2 separate regions of the Drosophila melanogaster genome follow, and region 2 is linked to region 1. The links are chromatin contacts, called in public ChIA-PET maps. All regions are on one chromosome and are shown on one strand. Each heading gives the region's core, a stretch centred on a gene start, on an enhancer-like site or on the middle of the called end of the contact. The rest is flanking DNA. Distances are from core to core; before and after follow the strand shown.

Region 1 (4,499 bases), core at 561-3,060:
AAGCGTTCGATTTCACTTACGATGTCCTTCACACCGGTTGCTTACTTTAACAGCAGCGGAACAATGGATAGTAACTCATTTTGAAAATATTAAAACCTTTTTGGAGTAATGATTAGAGTAACTTTTAACAATACCAACATATATCATAAAATATAAATGAATAATAGGATATTTTTTAAGATTTATTCAGGAGGAAGTATTACTATTTTGACCGCAAGTGCATGTGAACTACATGTTTGCTCGACAGTCTGAGCAGTCGAAGGATATTTACAGTGGCTGGGGGTCCGTTCCACTCGTGAATGGTATTTATAATGTGTGAGGCGGGGGGCAGGACTGCGGAAAGTGTCCTGCACGGGAGGTAGTTTTTATCTACAGCCCGGTTGACAGCTGGAGATTTCGCTTGGCTCCTTCCTCTGCTGATAGCTTACAATGTGCCTGTCCTGGAACCATGCCCACCGCCACCGCCACCTCCAGCTGCCCCTGCCCACTTGGATTCTTTTTACAAAAAATGCGAAAATCCCTGTTGGAGCAAGCGTTGTCGCCGGCTTCGTCATCGCAGCTAAAATTGAATTGGAATTGCTTCGGCTCCAATGGCAGGCAAACGACAGGCAATCTGTTGAGTCGCCTCTGATTGAATGAGGGGGTCGGGGCCAAGGTCGTCGTTGGGGGTGGAGAAGTGGGATGGGCACTGGGTGCTCCAAAAGAAATGCGGAACGAATGCGCGTAATGCGCTTGGATGGCTGAATCCCCGGCAAGCTGAGTGAATGCCGTCCCGAGATACGAGTGCGATTTAATGATAACATGTTGTGCGACAAGCTCCACCGTCATTATCTGTCATTTTCGGTAAATTCTCGGAAACCATTGATCCGTATTCGTGGAACGTCTTTCGATGCGGTACGGCCTTGCCGAGGTTGTCGAGCGTGTAGAAAGCAATAGTATGTGTATCTGCAAGCGTGCGTTCATCATAATATGTATCTTGCAAATTAGCAGAGATGGTCTAAATATACTAAGCGAAAATAACTATATTACATTCCCTTACAACAGAATTGAAGGCGGTACATATTTATTTTGGGAAAAGCTATAATGGAAGTATTATAAGTTGATTTGATACAATATGTTTCGTTATTATCAGAATTCTTTTCAGCCGGTTTTACTGTAGTTCCATTAACGACGAATGTATAAAGCAAATCAGAAATGGCACACAATCAAATCGGTCCAATTGGAATTCTAATTATCGCAATTACGATAAAAGCGCAGCAAACATTCTGCTTCGTGCGTCGATAAGCAGACTCCAAACAAAGGCAGCAATCGAGATAAAGAAAACATATGTGCGCAAAGGTGTTATTCTGTGAGAAATCTGGCGAATTCTAATTGTGTGTGGGTGAATCAATTGTGTAAACAAAAGAAGACAAAAAGATACAAGATACCTAGGAAATGCTAATTGGACGATGCGCTCTCTAGTTTGAAAGTGCGGTCAAGGCGCTCAGCTGTTTGGCGTTTAGCAACACCGTCGGCTACTCTTCAGAGTTTCCAGAGCATGCTTATATACATTATATTTATATTATATATAAACTAAAATCCCGAACTTTTAAAATATATATTAACTCTTGCATTATCTTAACAAAATTTATACATTTACAAATAAGTTGACATGCAGTTTGTTATATTACCATTTTATACTCTCTCTTACCACACCTGGCAACCCTGCTGCGCTCTCGCGCCGCCGCTCTCGCGCCGTCGCTCTCGCTCGCTCCCTCTCACTCGCACACACGTCATCAGCTGTGGCCCACTAACAACAAGCCCGTCGTCACCAGATGTATTTTCGTGTTGTTGGTGGTTTGGCTGCATTCGATTTCTCCTCAACTGCAGGCTGAAAAAAGGCAAATAAAAAAGGAATTCGGTGCCAAACATTCCGCGACCACGCAACAAATTGCAGCCAAGCAGCACGTGCCACTTGCTCCCAGAATAAAAATAAACCGGGCGAGGAAAGGCGCCGCATTTGACATTGAACAACATTCGCGGTGCGAAAATAAATCTAGGAAATAAAACTAAAACCCACACGAACAAACGGCGATATCAGCTGTTCGGCAAGTGCGTGCGGCGGTGAAAATTCATTATTAACTGTGCCATCGGCGAATAGAGGCGCTTTCCCATTGCCCTCCGCATTTTCCATATTCCCCCGCGGCGGAGAGTCGATTTTTCCGGGCAACGATAACTGGAAATTGCGAGCATATTACGCATTTACCCTAGTGTTGTGTAATCGAAGTCCCGCGGAAATGAGCGCTACGAGTGTCCAGGAGGCGCCCAAGAAGGCGGTGGCCACCAATGCCATCAAGTTCCTCTTCGGCGGCCTCTCCGGAATGGGAGCCACCATGGTGGTGCAGCCGCTAGACTTGGTAAGATATACTGGATAAACTCCCTGGCCCAATAACTTAATCTATTGGAATATGTGATCCCAAATCCGCAGGTCAAGACCCGCATGCAGATTTCTGGAGCGGGCAGTGGCAAGAAGGAGTACCGCAGCTCATTGCACTGCATCCAGACCATCGTGAGCAAGGAAGGACCTCTGGCCCTTTACCAGGGCATCGGAGCTGCTCTGCTGAGACAGGCAACCTACACCACGGGAAGATTGGGCATGTACACGTATCTGAACGACCTGTTCAGGGAGAAGTTCCAGAGGAGTCCCGGCATCACGGACAGCATGGCCATGGGCACGATCGCCGGAGCCTGTGGCGCCTTTATTGGCACGCCCGCGGAGGTGGCCCTGGTGCGCATGACTTCCGACGGCAGGTTGCCGGTGGCCGAGCGGAGGAACTACACGAATGTGGCCAACGCCCTGGCCAGGATCACCAGGGAGGAGGGACTTACGGCTCTGTGGAGAGGCAGTCTGCCCACAGTGGGTCGCGCCATGGTCGTGAACATGACCCAACTGGCCAGCTACTCGCAGTTCAAGACCTACTTCCGCCACGGACCCCTTCAGATGGAGGAGGGCATCAAGCTGCACTTCTGCGCCAGCATGCTAAGCGGTCTACTGACCACCATCACCTCCATGCCGCTGGACATTGCCAAGACCCGTATCCAGAACATGAAGATGGTCGATGGCAAGCCGGAGTACCGCGGCACCGCCGACGTCCTGCTGCGCGTGGCCCGCCAGGAGGGAGTCTTTGCGCTGTGGAAGGGATTCACGCCCTACTACTGCCGCCTGGGTCCCCACACCGTGCTGACCTTCATTATTCTGGAGCAGCTTAACCAGGGCTACAACAAGTACGTCCTGGGCTCGAACAAGAGCACTGGCCTGTAAATGACCAATATCCCATATCCAACGATTAACGAAGAATGAACCATGCGTGTATATATACGACGTTAAGTTTAAAGAAAACTTAGGGCATTTATATGTCGGCAATTCCGGTGACAATATTACATGATAACGATTAGCTTGAATGTTGAAACAGTTTTTCTAGCGCCATAAGTATAAAGTGGATTCTCAATAAAGCACAAAATGTTAAAAAAAAAAAACCTGGCTTCTAAATATTATATTTTCAACTTCTGCTCAGTGGTATTTATAGATGTCCACCTGTACCTCGCGTGCGCATGATTACTCAACCATATCTAGTCTTCAAAGTCACTCGGGTTGCCCACTTCAGCCATGTGTGTGGAGTGTGAAGTGGGTGGGTGTGGGCCCGACCATATGTTGTTATGCCAAATTAATTATATGCCCTGTGTCTATGTGGAAGACGCCCCTCCCCGCCACACAGTTCAACACAGCTACTGTTTGCTAATTCCCCTGATAAACCTTATCATTGGCTCACTGCCGGTGCAAAGTATAAATCCCCACGATAAACTCCACGGCTGGAGATTGCATTGGTTGTGCCCAAGCCCCCGCCCATCGACAGATTTGGGTTTTATTGATAAGGGGGAACATTGCGATAACCTTTGATCAAGTTGTAGTTCAATAAACAGTGCTGCCATAAAGTTAGCGGCCATAGATCTTTGGTTTCATTTCGGTTTTGATTGCTTTTGGCTTTATGACAGTCGGTAATTGGGTTATTTAATTTGTTTTCATTTGATGCATTTGATTATTCCCGCAGTCGGCCAATGGACCACCACAGACCACAAAAAACTTAATTTACATTTTTTTGGTTGTCTTTGGTTGGTGAATTTTTATTTATTACAAACTGGCCATAAAAATCCTCGCGCGAATTTATTTAAAGAGTTTTTTATTACGCCATAAGTTTGTTAACTGGAGCGTTACAGTTTTCCTGTGGCGGCAGTGGGGCTTCGCGCGGAGGGGGGGGGGGCTTGTAAGGGGGTTATAATAAGCGAGAATTACCCAGAGCCAAGGGCAAGAATCGCATATTAAATTCATTTTATTGGGTCTTAGTGGCGGGGGCCAGAGTTTCGCCGCTTACCAAATACTCCTTGGGCAATAAAATGTTTTCAGCTTGGCCGGCGTTTAACCGCTCCACCACACCCCACCCCTTTCATTGCCATCCAGCTGG
Region 2 (4,499 bases), core at 808-3,307, 70 kb after region 1:
CATCTGTTCAATGTTAATCACGTAATATGGTTTTTCCCAAAAATCAATCATATTCGAACTGGAATAGTATTTCGTAGATTTTAAACAGCATATTCATTTATGCTTAATTTAATATAACTACAAATTAATCTGCTGTTTTATCTGTGTCTGAACTGAAATTAGATTAGTAAATCTGCCGTTGGGTATGACATTGCACTTGACCCGTTATCAGTGCCTTGGATCGAGTCAATCCCCCGATTTTCCATACAAATGCCGAGCTATATAGATAGTATAGCTTATAGATAGCTTTCACCCATTCAAACCGAGGAGCGATCCAAGTGGCCAACTGTCAATTCGACGGCCATTATGCAAGGCCATGCAATCGTGTTTAATTAAATCAAATAAAATTCACAGCTGGCCGTCGCGTTCAAAACTAAATAGTGCCCCCGGCGAGGCAGAGATGTCATTACTCTGGGTTTGGGATGAAGTCGAGCACTACATGGGCATACATAACACGGGTGGTAAGTATTGAGCCGATGGGAACGAAACCACGCGCCCTTCCAACTAATAACAGTTGCCTCAAAGGGGCGTGCAACTCCACTATTATTACTATTCCAGGGGGAGGAGGCGAGTCCTCTCAACTGAGGGTTAGATAGCGGGGTTAAAAAATAGGAAACAGTGTTTATGCGAATAGCCCAAACAATGGTCATGATTACCATCTTCATAGAGCTCTCAATTTCTCTCCCCCGGCACTCGGCACTCGGTTCATGTTATATTATATTAGAGGAATTATTCAGAACATATATACAGACAGTTGGGTGAAAATTATATTAACACCCTGAGAGCGTGTCAATGGCCAAAGTCAGGAACTGAGTATCTTGGCCAGCTCGAATTACTCGGCTGAGAGTGGGAATAGGATTTGGTATGGGGATGGGGACTTAGATTGGAAAACTGCAGTTAACGATTGTATAATCGGCCTGTTGGAGGTGTCAAATGCTCGGCTGCCGGAATTCGCAATATTGTATAAATTGTGAGCTGCTTGAGCCATTTGTTGTTTGAAATTTGAGTTTCCGGCTGGGAGGAGAATGTGATATGCCGTTTTTTGTGACACTAATTTTGGATAATTTCCTACTTGGCGTGTGTCATATGAGAGGGTTTTGTTTTGGCAGTTCATGTTTGAGAATAAAATTTATGCATACTAGCTTAAACTATTTTATTAACCTCTTAGCCTTAGTAGTACTATTATCTTGGCCTCCGCTGTACGCATCTGCATTTGACACAACACAATAATTCTAGCAACTTGCCAGCAGAGAATTCGCTTGACAAAATGCCAGGCCAGCAGTGGCAAACATAAAGTTTGCTTGAACTTTTAACAAAATTTCACGTTTCCATGGCTTTCCGGTTGACGTGTGTGCTGCTTCTTGCCAGCTTCTTCCGCAAGAGGAAGACTTCCGCCGCAAGAAAAGCAAAATGTAATTTCATGGCTCGCTGAACGAATCCGAATACATGAGAGTTCAAAGTTTCAGCTTTTCTGCTGCCCCTGCCCCCCTCTGCGCTGCTTTCGCCGAGGAGAGCAAAGACGAGCGAAGGATTCTGTCACAGGATGCTGGCAGGACTTGAAAGCGCAGGAAGTTATTTAATGAGATTTCCTTGTGGCTCAAAGATAAGTCGAAGGAGCGATTCCGAAGCCTGCAATCTTGTAAAACAATATGCAAAGCAGGCGGGCTGCTGGGCGGGTGGTTGAGTGTGCTCTCTGTATCTGCGATTGTTATTCTCCGGCTGAAAGGGATACGCACAGGACGAAGGACGAAGGACCAAGAACGAGAACCGAGGGACGAACGACAATTGTTGCACACACTCGAAATTAAATTAACTTTTTTCGACCCTGTCCACTTTGGAGTGCCGCCGTCGCCTGCATTGTTCACAACCAACTGCCGCTGACAGTTCCAAGTTCCTTGTTCCCAGCTACCAGTTACCAGCTACCACTTACCAGTTGCCAGCTTCCACTAGCAAGGGGAGACTGAGAGGAGTTGGTTGCGACCTGGTGGGCAGCACACCGGGGAAACCTTACAGAACTAGAGACAATCGCATCCGCCGATTGCTCAAATATTGGGCTGGGGTCGCGGCAACCGAAAGCAAGCAAGAGGCGAATCACAATCCAAAAACCAAATCCAAAACCAAAACCGAAAAAAAACACAAAGCAAACAAATCGCAATCGAAACGCATGAATGGGGCAATGACGCAAGGAAATCTCATTAGCCGCATGTCTTCAAGTTTCAGTTTTAATTTTGTACAATATCTCGGTGTGTTTGTTGGCTGTGCTGTGTGTTTCGGGTGAAAAGATCTTTCTCTGTATATATTTTCGGGGGTCTTGATCAAATAATTTTGCGGCCACTGCACGTTAAATATTTGTCAACATTTTAAGGCACTTTTCCATTGTTCCCCCGCCGGAGATCCTCCCTTTTTCTGCTTTTTTTTTACCCACTGAATCAGAAGCAGTCGAGTTGGCCACTTGAGATGTCCAGCCGTCGGAGTCATCAAAAGAGCACCGAGAGACGAGTCGCTGGGTTGGGAGTATGTGGTCAAGTCGAGACCGGGGTTAAGTAAAGTAGCAATGATCCCGCGGTGATTCCAACTTTCCTCGTCGATGGCCAACGGCTACTTATTACACCGCATGTCCATCTTAACTTCTACTGACACACGGTGAATACCCTTTCAAGTTCGTAAAATAATAACTTTGATAGCTATAAAAGTATCTGTGCTGAGTATCTTTAGGATTTTTCTATTGACTTTTTACTATTACGATAAACAATGGTTTTAGATTTATCTATTTTAAAGTTCTATTCCAGTTTTATTGAATAAAGAAATGTATTCCGCTCAATTGATATCCTATTTGTTTATCCCTTTAATTTTGGAATCCTTCTAGATTCCCTGCTGATTCTTTTGAGCTTGTGAGGTAGAGCATCTATAATTTCCCATATCTATTTGATTGATTTCCATTTCTTGCTACGATTTTTGTTGATTTCATTTCCATTGTTGTTGCCATGCTGCGCATGTTGCCTTGGCTGTTGATGATTACTGTGTGCCACTGTGTGCGCGCCTCATATTGTTTGTATTGGACCGCCGCCCGTTCAGCCCCTCTTCCCACCTCTCTCGACCACCTCCCTTCTCACTGCCCCGCCTCCATGGTACCAACCCCAACCCCTCCCAGTCACCCTGCCGCTTCCGCCATCGGGAGCCGCTGAAGCGTGAAGAGAGCCAGCCAAGCCGACGACATAATGGACATGTTTCAGCTTTTGTTGGTGGCAGCACTGCAGAGAAAGAAAAAAGGTGGTACATCCTTAATACATTTATCATTATATGTTAACTGTAGTGAATTGTTAAAATAGGTGTTCATTTTCCCAAGGAGATATTTTTCATAATATTTTCTATCACATTCTTACCATCTCAACGTGAAATAAATCTCTACACCTTTTTTTAATACCCATGACTATTTTCTCTCTCTGCAGCAACAACAACTAAGTAAGTTGTCATCGCCAGCGCTGCTCAACTAATTTGCATATTTGGTCGCAGTAAAAACACTTTATAAGTGGCCACCCAGGGCAGCAGCCTGCGTGTGTTTGTGTGTAGATGTGAGTGTGTGTACATAGGCGCACTTTAAACAAAGTTAAAATGCGAGAAATTGGCCCTGCGCAAAACACCAGTAGCTCCACGGTAACAGCAGCAGCAGCAGCTTCTGGCCATTTACTGTTGCCAACAACTGTGACCTGCCCAAAAAGACGATGCCAGCGGAACTGGAACTGCCCCCTATTTCCCAGTGTGTGTGTGCGTGTGTGTGTGTGTAGAGGTCCTTAGGCAACTCGCACACAAGCACACGCGCGCAAACACCGACACAGACAGACTGGAAACTTGTTTCTTTTGGTCAACTTGTACAACATTGTTGCCGCTTTATGTTCTTCTATTTCTACAGCGTGTGCGTGAGTCCTATGGCTCCTCCTCTTTTCGTGGGCGGAGTCTCCGCGCGAGAGAGCGAACATCTCTCGGAGAAACGAAGAACGTCAGAGAGAGAGAGAGAGAGGCGCGCGCAGCTGCCTCTTTCGCAGACGCGGCTGTCTCGCTCGCTCAGCACGAGTGCTCAGTTTGTTTCAATTGCAATTATTTTGTAACATTCCAATAGGCCAATAGACCCAACCCACTGGCCAAAAAAAAGTTAAAAATTACCTAACGAAAACTCTCATTCCGACGCAGCGGGATATGCGGCACATTATGTAAAGGACTCTTTATGTAAAATGGGTTTTGTTCTTTTAAATAGATTAAAGTAGCAAATTGATATCACATTGTATATCCTTTTAAACGCTATAAAAGTTAATATACGTTATGATTTTCTGTTAAATACCTATCTTTATGGTTTGTTTCTTGTTTAACATATCATCTCATGTCTATACTTTTATGCAGCTGTAAATAAGTAATTATTATGCCTCTGTTTGTCAATTTTGTTCATGGAGATTTCAACACTTGAG

What was found. ChIA-PET counts read pairs in DNA pulled down with a chosen protein or histone mark.
Region 2: a contact with region 1 is called in an RNA polymerase II ChIA-PET map of the S2 cell line, with 8 times the contacts expected there. The contact joins the promoter of Obp99c here to the promoter of CG1907 in region 1. A contact is called at or near these places in 37 of 107 Hi-C or Micro-C datasets (the Clone 8 cell line, the D17-c3 cell line, the Kc167 cell line and 12 more) and 2 of 6 datasets of contacts at active chromatin or transcription factors (the Kc167 cell line and the S2 cell line).

Annotation. Positions count from the first base shown.
Region 1 is chr3R:29,617,255-29,621,753 of dm6, forward strand. CG1907 reads left to right here and starts at 1,811. Exons shown (of 2, transcript NM_143446.3): 1 at 1,811-2,396; 2 at 2,468-3,504. The coding sequence starts at 2,277. The coding sequence ends at 3,301.
Region 2 is chr3R:29,687,254-29,691,752 of dm6, forward strand. Obp99c (Odorant-binding protein 99c) reads right to left here and starts at 2,058. Exons shown (of 2, transcript NM_001276148.1): 1 at 1,970-2,058.